2 separate regions of the Mus musculus genome follow, and region 1 is linked to region 2. The links are chromatin contacts, called in public Hi-C maps. All regions are on one chromosome and are shown on one strand. Each heading gives the region's core, a stretch centred on a gene start, on an enhancer-like site or on the middle of the called end of the contact. The rest is flanking DNA. Distances are from core to core; before and after follow the strand shown.

Evidence for each region. Hi-C and Micro-C count contacts between places; a contact is called where the count stands out from the background.
Region 1: a Hi-C map of pancreatic cancer cells shows a contact between it and region 2, with 2.2 times the contacts expected there. The contact joins two enhancer-like sites. A contact is called at or near these places in 1 of 15 datasets of contacts at CTCF or cohesin (the NIH/3T3 cell line), 22 of 484 Hi-C or Micro-C datasets (the C2C12 cell line, the G1E-ER4 cell line, the HPC-7 cell line and 10 more) and 4 of 115 datasets of contacts at active chromatin or transcription factors (embryonic fibroblasts, embryonic stem cells and liver).

The regions. Positions count from the first base shown.
Region 1 is chr6:148,123,542-148,128,753 of GRCm38.p6, forward strand. All of the region lies in intron 1 of Far2 (fatty acyl CoA reductase 2), which reads left to right. Among named protein-coding and RNA genes, the nearest start is that of Far2os1, 58 kb to the left of the region's middle. Within about 2 kb of position 3,505, at least 12 of the 459 cell types and tissues checked have an H3K27ac peak or open chromatin away from gene starts, as enhancers often do. A contact at or near this core is called in the C2C12 cell line and pancreatic cancer cells, where this site is marked.
Region 2 is chr6:147,953,316-147,958,958 of GRCm38.p6, forward strand. No RefSeq gene overlaps it. Among named protein-coding and RNA genes, the nearest start is that of Far2, 91 kb to the right of the region's middle. Within about 2 kb of position 1,881, at least 31 of the 459 cell types and tissues checked have an H3K27ac peak or open chromatin away from gene starts, as enhancers often do. A contact at or near this core is called in the C2C12 cell line and pancreatic cancer cells, where this site is marked.

The DNA of each region.
Region 1 (5,212 bases), core at 2,255-4,754, 170 kb after region 2:
GAGAGAGTGGACAGCCTTGTCTAGTCCCTGATTTTAGTGGGATTGCTTCCAGCTTCTCACCATTTACTTTGATGTTGGCTACTGATTTGCTGTAGATTGCTTTCATCATGTTTAGGTATGGGCCTTGAATTCCTGATCTTTCCAAGACTTTTATCATGAATGGGTGTTGGATTTTGTCAAATGCTTTTTCTGCATCTAACGAGATGATCATGTGGTTTTTGTCTTTGAGTTTGTTTATATACTGGATTACGTTGATGGATTTACGTATATTGAACCATCCCTGCATCCCTGGGATGAAACCTACTTGGTCAGGATGGATGATTGTTTTGATGTGTTCTTGGATTCGGTTAGCAAGAACTTTATTGAGGATTTTTGCATCGATATTCATAAGGGAAATTGGTCTGAAGTTCTCTATCTTTGTTGGGTCTTTTTGTGGTTTAGGTATCAGAGTAATTGTGGCTTCATAGAATGAGTTGGGTAGAGTACCTTGTGTTTCTATTTTGTGGAATAGTTTGTGAAGAACTGGGATTAGATCTTCTTTGAAGGTTTGATAGAACTCCGCACTAAACCCATCTGGTCCTGGGCTTTTTTTGGTTGGGAGACTATTAATGACTGCTTCTATTTCTTTAGGGGATATAGGACTGTTTAGATTATTAACCTGATCTTGATTTAACTTTGGTACCTGGTATCTGTCTATAAATTTGTCCATTTCATCCAGGTTTTCCAGTTTTGTTGAGTATAGCCTTTTGTAGAAGGATCTGATGGTATTATGGATTTCTTCAGGGTCTGTTGTTATGTTTCCCTTTTCATTTCTGATTTTGTTAATTAGGATGCTTTCCCTGTGTCCTCTAGTGAGTCTGGCTAAGGGTTTATCTATCTTGTTGATTTTCTCAAAGAACCAGCTCCTCGATACACAAGATATAAGATACAATTTGCTAAACGCATGAAACTCAAGAAGAACAAAGACCAAAGTGTGGAAACTTTGCCCCTTCCTAGAAATGGGAACAAAACACCCATGGAAGGAGTTACAGAGACAAAATTTGGAGCTGTGACGAAAGGATGGACCATCTAGTGATTGTCATATCCAGGGATCCATCCCATAATCAGCTTCCAAACGCTGACACCATTGCATACACTAGCAAGATTTTGCTGTAAGGATCCAGATATAGCTGTCTCTTGTGAGTCTATGCCGGGGCCTAGCAAACACAGAAGTGGATGCTCACAGTCAGCTATTGGATGGGTCACATGGCCCCCAATGGAGGAGCTAGAGAAAGTACCCAAGGAGCTAAAGGGAACTGCAACCCTATATGTGGAACAACAATATGAACTAACTAGTACCCCGGAGCTCTTGTCTCTAGCTGCATATGTATCAAAAGATGGCCTAGTCAGCCATCACTGGAAAGAGAGTCCCTTTGGACTTGCAAACTTTATATGCCCCAGTACAGGGGAACGCCAGGGCCAAAAAGGGGGAGTGGATGGGTAGGGGATTAGGGGGGTGGGTATTGGGGACTTTTGGGATAGCATTGGAAATGTAAACGAGGAAAATACCTAATATAAAAAATTATTTTAATAAAGCAAAAAAAAAAAAAGAATTTAGCAAGGCCTAGGAATTTAGGGGTCTGTGACATTGCATTATTCTTGAGGCCTGCCAAGAGCAGAACACCCTGGTGCTATTAACACTAAAGTGTGAAATTCTTGCCTGTCATTAGGCTGATCCTAGGCAGGACTGCTTATCTTTATTGTAAACATTTACCTGGTTCCTGCAATTCCTTTCTAAGTCATTCCTTTGTTTTGTATCTGGTAAACTTCAATGTACCTTGCCTGATGTGACTTCTAACCCCTTGTATTCTCTGTACTATAAAAAGTCTGATGCTCAACCTAACAGATACATTCAGATCCTACACAACCTCTCCTGTGTGCATCTGTCAATTCATCTGATGCTTTGCCCATCTGCCCCAGAGACCCGTTCCACGCAGACACAGGGACCCAGAGGGTCTGCAGCAGAATGGACCCAGTTTTACATGTTTTCAGAATAGTATCTGACTTTGGATTGAAAGACTCCGAAAGGAGCCTCTTGCTCAGGCCTCAGGACAATAGCGGACACCCAACAACTCATGATAGACTGAGCTTGTTGCAAACCACTTGAGGCTTTACTCGGGGAAAGCCAGAGCTCTGGGGACGACTCATATCCCACACAGAGGTAGAGGAGTCGACCTCGAGGGGAAAGAAGACCCAGTTTTTATAGGCCCTCAGGGGGGAAGAAGGGGGGAGTAGGGGATTTCCAGATCTAAACAATATCTATTCTAAAATGATTGATTCCTCAAGAAATGGGCATGGGAGGGAAACAAGGAAAGAGTCTAATGAAGGTGCAGCACTCTGGATTGGCCCTGACTATGGTTGCTGGGGAGATTTCCTGACTCTTTCCCAGCAACCAATATCACAAACACCTGGCAGTGAGGTGCAGCAATGGGCACACACCTGGTCAGAACATTGGCAGACACACAGGTTCGAGGAGCGGCCAGAGCATTGTGCACCTCTATTTTTCTAAATCAGTGAAGCTAGTTCTACTAACAATGAAATCTATTTTGCCAATTTCAGGGCTTATGTGACCTTTTACATTCTGTCAGGATCTTTCATTCCCCACTTCTTCTAGTTACTAGTTCTAATCTTAGAACTAAACTGCAACCTCTTCTTCAAGGTTCTGGTATTGTTGTATTAATACTAACAGCTGGATGGCACCAATCCTCTCTCTAACAAAGGTCATTAGTTTTATATCTTCAGTTTTATATCACCAATCCTCTCTCTAACAAAGGTCATTAGTTTTATATCTTCAGGGGTATACTCAAAACTCTGGCTGCACAGTTCCAGTTTTGGCAGAGCAACTTTCTGGAGAGGTTCTATCTGTTGAGTCCTGAAGGGCAGTATCTTAGGACAGCCTGTTTAGCTTTAACATCAGCCATGTTATTCCCCCTTGTCACAGCATCGTGTCCTTTTTGATGTCCAGGAAAATGTATAATGGCCACATTGGCAGGCAGATGAATAGCCTCAAGGAGGCTCAGAATCTCCTCTTTATTTTTTATGTCCTTGCCTGCTGACAGCAGCAACCCTCTTTGTGTATAGATGGCACAGTGGACGTGGGCTGTAGCAAAAGCATACCTGCTATCGGTATAAATGTTGATGGACTTCCCCTCAGCCATCTGAAGGGCCTGGGTCAGGGCAATTAATTCAGCTTTTTGAGCTGATGTACCTTCTGGCAGGCTGCCAGCCCACACGACTCACTTACCATCTACCATTGCCGCCCCTGCCATCCTCTTACCTTCTACTAGGAAACTGCTTCCGTCTGTGTATCAGTTTGGAACACCTGGCCACGGCTGGTCACGTAGATCACTTCAGATCCCAATTTCCTCCGCAAGGATGTCTGCACAGCAGTGAACGGGTGAGGAATCATCCATTTCAGGCAGGAAGATGGCAGGGTTGAGAATAGCAGGAGGAGCAAACACAACCCGTTCAGTCAGCAGCAGACTCTGGTAGTGAGTCATCCGGACATTTGTCATCCATCGGTCTGGAGGCTGGCGGATAATGCTTTCAAGAGAGTGGGGGGCTACCACAGTTATTTGCTGTCCCAGAGTTAATTTGTCAGCATCTTTAACGAGTAGGGCTACTGCAGCAACAGCCTTTAAACATGTGGGCCATCTGCTGGCCACTGGGTCCAGCTTCTTAGACAAATATGCCACCGGCCTCTTCCACGGCCCTAGAGCCTGAGTAAGAACTCCCCTGGCCACCCCCGCCCTCTTATCAACATAGAGGATGAAGGGCTTGGTTAGATCTGGCAATGCCAAGGCTGGTGCAGTCAGCAGGGCCTCCTTAATATTTTCAAAGCCTTTCTGATGTTCTGATGTCCATCTGAATTCTCCACTTTCCTTGGTCAGGGGGTACAGGGGGGCGGCCAGTGTTGCAAACCCAGGTATTCAAAGTCTGCAGAACCCAGCGGTGCCCAAGAATTCTCTCACCTTTCTTGGAGTAGCCGGTGTTGGTATTTGAGTCACAGTCCTTTTTCTAGCCTCTGTCAGCCACCGTTTTCCATCCCAGAGGGTATATCCCAAGTAGACTACTTCCATCTGACATAGCTGGGCTTTTTTAGAAGAGGCCCGGTAACCCAACTCACCCAGTTCTGCTAGCAATCTCTTGGTCCCCTGCCAGCATTCTCTCTCAGTGGTTGCAGCAAGGAGCAAGTCATCAACATATTAAAGCAGAGTTATCTGGGAGTTTCCAGCTCGGAAGGAGGCTAAATCTCGATGTAGAGCCTCATCAAAAAGGGTGGAGAAGTTTTTGAACCCCTGGGGTAACCGTGTCCAGGTCAAATGTCCCATTTGTCCAGTCTCAGGATCTCTCCACTCAAAGGCGAATATGGGCTGGCTGGAGGGATGTAACTTCAGGCAAAAGAAAGCATCTTTTAAATCAAGTACTGTGTACTATTTTCACTCCGGAGAGAGTGAGCTGAGGAGGTTATAGGGATTAGGAACAGTTGGGTGAATATCTTGGACCCTCTTATTGACCTCTCTCAGGTCTTGGACTGGTCGGTAGTCACTTGTGCCAGGTTTCTTTACCGTCAGTAAAGGAGTATTCCAGGGTGACTGGCAAGGTACCAAAATATCTAATTGTAATAGTCTCTGAATATGTGGCCTGATTCCATCTCTTGCTTCACGGCTCATTGGGTATTGTCGAACTCCTATAGGGGTTGCATTCGTCTTCAGTCCCACAACCACAGGGGGAACTCTGACAGCCATTCCCATGCCTCCAGTCTCTGCCCATGCTCTAGGGAAAGCAGTCAACCAGTCTTTTAGGTCTGGCACCTCTGTTTGCTTTATGCCTTCATGCAATCAGTATTCTTCCTCAAACTGCAGGGCTAAGACTATGGAGGTGGAAGATTCCCAACTTACTCTCGGCCCTTCTTGGGTAAATCTGATCTGGGCCTTTAATTTAGTCAGAAGATCTCTTCCTAAAAGCGGTGTGGGACATTCAGGAATGACCAAGAAGGAATGACTCACTTGGCCTTTCCCCAGATCTACAGTGCGTGCAGTGGTCAGGGGTATTGTTTCTGACCAGTGGCTCCAATCACTATGGTTCTTTTATTTTTTAATTTTCCCAGTGGATGTTTCAACACAGAATTCTCTGCCCCTGTGTCAATTAAAAAGTCCATGGGGGTCCCCTC
Region 2 (5,643 bases), core at 631-3,130:
TATGTGAAAGCAGGAAGAAATGTCACATTATCCGCCCCCCCCCAGCTTTGCGTGCCTTGCCTGGCATGGAGTCTGCCAGTTTAGACCACCTATAATGCAGACCTGCAGACCTGGAAGAAAACACTCTCTGTGATAAACACACCCAGGCATCTGTGAGGCAAGAATGCCCTCTAACGGAAGTGTGAAGAATGTCGGTGATTTACCTTCTTTCTATTTAACTGGCAACAATTCTGCCCCATTTTACATCTTGGGTTCAAAGCTCATGTTTACATTCAAATACATCTATCAGGAGGACCTGGTAAGCTGCCAAAAGATTCTTCTGTGGCTCTGTCTCCCATGAATCCTAGTTCCTGCTTATAATTTTTATCCTTACTTATGATTGAGAAATGAAGGGTTTCTGGGCTTAATTTCACTCAGGTTTTGAGATGAGGTAGCCACAGTGTTTTTAGCCCCATCGTCCTCTGAGAAGTGCCCATGCTTTTTCCTAAAGTCATGTGTTAACCATTTAGCCAATTCTACTTGGCTCAGAGCACCCTGAAGTCCTCTTATGATGATGCAATGTCGCAAAGTCCAAGTTGATCTGTGTGGGTCGGCATAGGAGAGCTCCGTTCAGACTTGCTGACTGCACTTACTGAGAAAAACCCACATAGGCATATTCCAGAAGCAGTGCCGATTAACTCAAATTGAACCCCAGATCAGGCTAAGCTTGTTGGGCATTACATGCCTCTCTCCTCTGTGAGTGAACTAAGCCATTAATACTTAGACAGTAGAGACAGCTGCTTGGATTCTGGGCCATGTCTGAAGGGCCTTTTCACCCTGTCACTTGGCCGAGACGGTGGCTCAGACAAGAAATGGATTCAGCTAGCTTCCCATGCCATCCAAGCAGAACCAGGTCATGTGTAAGAACGGCAAACCATGGGCTTCCAAGAGCTATGGAAATTGGTGGAGCTTGCTGTCACTAGAAGCAAGACTTATAGACCAGCATTTCTTCTCATTTCTTTGTTAGACTGGAAATGACTACCTGGCCTGTAGGTGTGTGACTTATAACCGGACCCCTGAGCCTGAACCTGAACCAGGAGGGACACCCACTCAACTCAAGAGTAGAGTTGTCTACTCTACTCTTGAGGTTTGTCTCTCACTTTTGTGGTTCATAACATTAAATCACTGTGAGGCTGGGAAATGACTCAGCATAAACATGAAGACTGAGCTAGATTCTCAGCACATGTTAAAAAAGGAAAAAGAAAAAAGAGAGAGAAGAGGAAGGGAAGGAAGGAAGGAAGGAAGGAAGGAAGGAAGGAAGGAAGGAAGGAAGGAAGGAAGGAAGGAAGAAAAGGAGGAAGGGAAGGAGGGAGGGAGGGAGAGAGAGCAGTCCAAGTTCAGTGGAGCACACCTGTTCTCTCTTTCTCCTGCAGGGGAGACAGAGGCAGGAAAACCCCTGGAACTGGCTCAGAGTCTCTTTGTGCTTAGAAACAAAATTCTGACATCTCCTCTGTGGGGCTCGCCATGGCAATCACTCTGTATTTTAAACTTTGAATGCCTCATGCAGGGTAGAAGCCCTGTAGCCCCATGTGCCTGTGAACCCAAACCTCCTTCATCTTTCTTGAGAGTGCTCCCTGCTTTAGGATAGAATGAGAATAAAAACCTCAGGGGTCTTCTGTGGAGATATTTCCAGGCTCCAGCAGGGAGTGAATTCAGTCTTTGCCTGGCTCCTGGGACAGAGTCCAAAGCAGAGAGCAGGAGGGGTTGGTGATCCATGCAGTTGACACAATACATATACAGTGCTGTGGGTCAAGGTGCAAGTGGATTGAAGGAGCTCTGTGTGGGCTCAGGACATGTCCACAAAGCACATTGTGGGCGGCCTGGCCTCAGGGTTACATAGAGAACTGTGTGGCAAGATCCTCGTGTGACCTCTGCCCAAAGTTGACTCAAGTCTGTTCCAGCCAAATGTTATTCATCTCTCATTTTTAAGAGTTAGATAGCTGCTCACCAACTCCCCAAAGGCCTGGAGCTGATCAAACTTCAGAAGGAGCCAAAAACCAAAGCAAAAAAAAAAAAAAAAAAAAAGCGTTTAAGTAATACCTGGTGATTGTCTATAAACTTACCTTTGGGGCCCTCCAGTGGTTACCAGAAAAACTGAGCACTCAGGCTCCAGTCCCTCAGAAATGATTCAGTCAACCGTCAACCACACAGCCAATATCCCATGTCACAGCATCTAAGAGAAAGTGTCTCAGAGGGTGGGGGTAGGGGTGGGCAGGATAGAATCCTGCTATTCCATGACTGTAGAGAGCCATATATGGGATGGCAGACAACCCAATTTGTTCTGCTTCTTCCTCTCCTCAGACGCAGGGTTTCCACATCCCTCTCTACCTGCCCAGCTACCGAGTGTGTGTGTGTCTGTGTGTGTCTGTGTTCGTGTGTGTGTGTGTGTGTGTGTGTGTGTGTGTGTATGTGTGTGTATACATATGTGTGTATGTATGTGTGTGCATATATGTATGTGTATTTGTTTATATATGTATGTGTGTACACACATATATTTGTTTATATGTGTATAATGTGTATATATGTATGTATGCGTGTGTATGTATATGTGTGTGTGTGTATATGTATGTGTGTATTTGTGTATGTGTATGTAGATGTATGTGTATGTATTTGTGTATGTATATGCGTATGTGTATGTATGTGTGTGAAAGTTTGTATATATGTGCATATATGTGTATTATATGTATGTGTGTGTATTTGTGCATGTGTGTATTATATGTATGTGTGTGTATTTGTGCATGTGTGTATATATGTGTATGTGTAAATATGTGTATGTGTGTGTGTATATGTGTTGTGTGTGCACATGCACATGTGCAGTTGAGAGCTCAGTGAGATGTAGCCAGGTATCTGGGACAACTGCTTCCTCCACAAGTGTGATTTTTAGTTGTACCACTCCTGGTGGACTTTATAAATGTGGTTCTCTTTGTTATTTCCTTTTGTGACTTTCTTACCCAGTGTTTGGTGACTGCCTCTTTGGTCTTCTTCTTCCTAACTGGTGGTCTCTCTAACACATGGTCTATTGATATGAGGTAAAAGATGATTATGTGCAATGACTTCATGACAAATGTTTCCTTAGCACCTGCTGTGGTTGTTGGGATACTCCCACACCCCAGTGGAAAGCTAAGTTAATATTCTCTCTCTTTTCCTTCTTCCCTCTCTTCCTTCCTCTCTCCTTTCTCCTTTTCAATCTTCTACCTCCAGAAGATTTAACTGAAAAGTCACCTGGGGAACTAATAGATATTGTAGCATTAAAATTAAAATTAATTTTCTGTCATATATATAGTCATAAAAAAAATCTCTTGCTTCATATTTATTTGTGAAGATTTACCAATTGGGGTTTTCTTTTTCAGGATTGAAGTAGAACTTTTCCGGTACTCTGCCATTCCAGCTCCATTCAGATTTCTCAAAACAAAACCATTCCTCCAACACTTGAGTTCTGAAATCTTTTCCATGGTTTCCTGGGAGAGGCGACATTTGGATACTGTGACACTCTGAGAGTGTTAGGGAGAGGTGGAGTACAGAAGTTCCTGATGAAAGGTTAGATGGGTGGGGCAGAGAACCCAGGGGAAGAGGAAACAATCTAGCATGAGCTGAGAGGTGGGACCTGGAGCTGCACAACATTGTGCCAGGGTGTCGTGCTGTAGATCTTGAATCAAACCTGCCGAGTGGGTGTCAGATCTAGCACAGAACTAAATAGCTCAAGTTCAGGGGTTATGTCATTTTTAAAAGAAATGAGAGTGGACTGGTGTGGGGTCTCATACCTGCCATAACAGCCCTGTGGAGGCTGAGGCAGAAGGATCCTTACAAGCTCCAGGCTAATGTGGCCTATAGAGTGGAGCCTTCTCTGAAAGACAACAACAGAAAGAAAAGTGAGTGGACCGATGACTGAATGGATGCACAAGTTTAGCAAGCTCAGCTACTGCTGCTCCATGCGGCTCTATGCGCTGTTCTCCATCTTACTTATATTAGGCAGTGTCACAGACATTCTCAATCCTGTCACTCCTGTCCTTTATTCTTCTGCAGTGTGGCATTCCCTCCCTTTACCAACCGATGAAATGTGGGTGAGCTCATGATCACTGTCAGGGTCATGGTGAGCTGGGTCGCCATAGGTTGGGCCATAAAAGGCAGTGCCTTTCCCACTGTCTCTTGGAATCGATCCTAATGCATAGCTCTGCACAGCATCCCTACAGAGACCTGAAAAGGAGTCAACAGGAGTGTGTTCTTGTGGCGGAGATGCTTTAGGACATGGAAGGCTAGCCAGTGGACTTTCCTTCAGTCTGAAGTAGGCCTCTTAAACTTCCCACTTAGAACTCCTTTTGCATGATAAGTTTTACATTACCTCAGGTAAATGTTACAAGTATATAAAAATAAATATATATTAAACATTAATAAAACCATAGAGAATACTATTTAAAATTATCCATATATATGACTATGGGTATATCCTGAGAGGTAGGACTGGGTATGTTATAGATCAGTTTATACCTTTTAAAGATGAAATTGAAATTGCTTTCAATTTTACGTGCTAACCAGAGAGAAGTACTTATTCTTTTCATAAACAAATCTTGGCTGATATTTGATGCTGCAGGACACAGAGTATCAACGTTTCTTCAGAGTTGATTAATACTTTGATCTCAGAAATGATCAGTAGTGAGCATGTAACTTCACACCAATACCTCCTACCAGACAGCAGAAGTAAGCTCAGAGATATTTTGGAAATGGTTGGAAACTCTGTCCTAATCCCAAACTAAAACTAACTTAACGATATCTTATGAAACTCAAGTCAATATCTCCAACAACAGTTTTTAAGCCAAATGTTATAGCACAACAAGATCCAAAGATACACTAATTTGATAAATAGTAAAATATAAAAAGTCTTTGTATCCTGTAATTATGTCATTGTATTTCTGTAACAGCAGTAGATTTTGCACACACAGTAAACATGCTAAGGTTTGTAACATGCAGTATTATGAGGTGTGAGCCTAGGTGTCTCAGGCAGGACTCATCAGTATTCTGTGGCATAAGGCACATACACTGGGAAGTGTGTGTGCTCTGTGTTCAGAACCAAGGCTATGATGAGGTCATTTAATGCTACATGGGCAAGTGCAGCCAGATATACCTTGGACTCCTTATGTGTTTTATGTGGAGTTAATGTTTGTTTATTATACATTTGGAAGTCTTTACTGTTGCCAAAATTTTCATGTCCCCATGCTTATGTCCCACATATGCTTATGTGGGTCATATGACCCACAGTTTAAATCTCCCATCAGCAGAGACATTGGCAATTCCTGCAGAAAGGGCAGTGGGCCTTTGAAACCTTCACATCTACCGAAGGATATTACCTTCCTTACAGCATTTTAAGCTAGAGCTTTCTGTGGTTTTACAAGATAGTGAACTGTGAACTCTGGAAATAACTACTGCCCTTGCCAAACTCCACGAAGACATATGGGCTTTCCATTCTTCCTCACTTTCAAAATTTTACACACTAAATGTTTATTTCTACAACAGTTATCATCTTGGTTCATTGTTGATTGATTTTCTAAGACGGTGGATTAGAAATTCAAGGCAAATTCTATTGCATATGTAATCATCTGATTCTGAAAA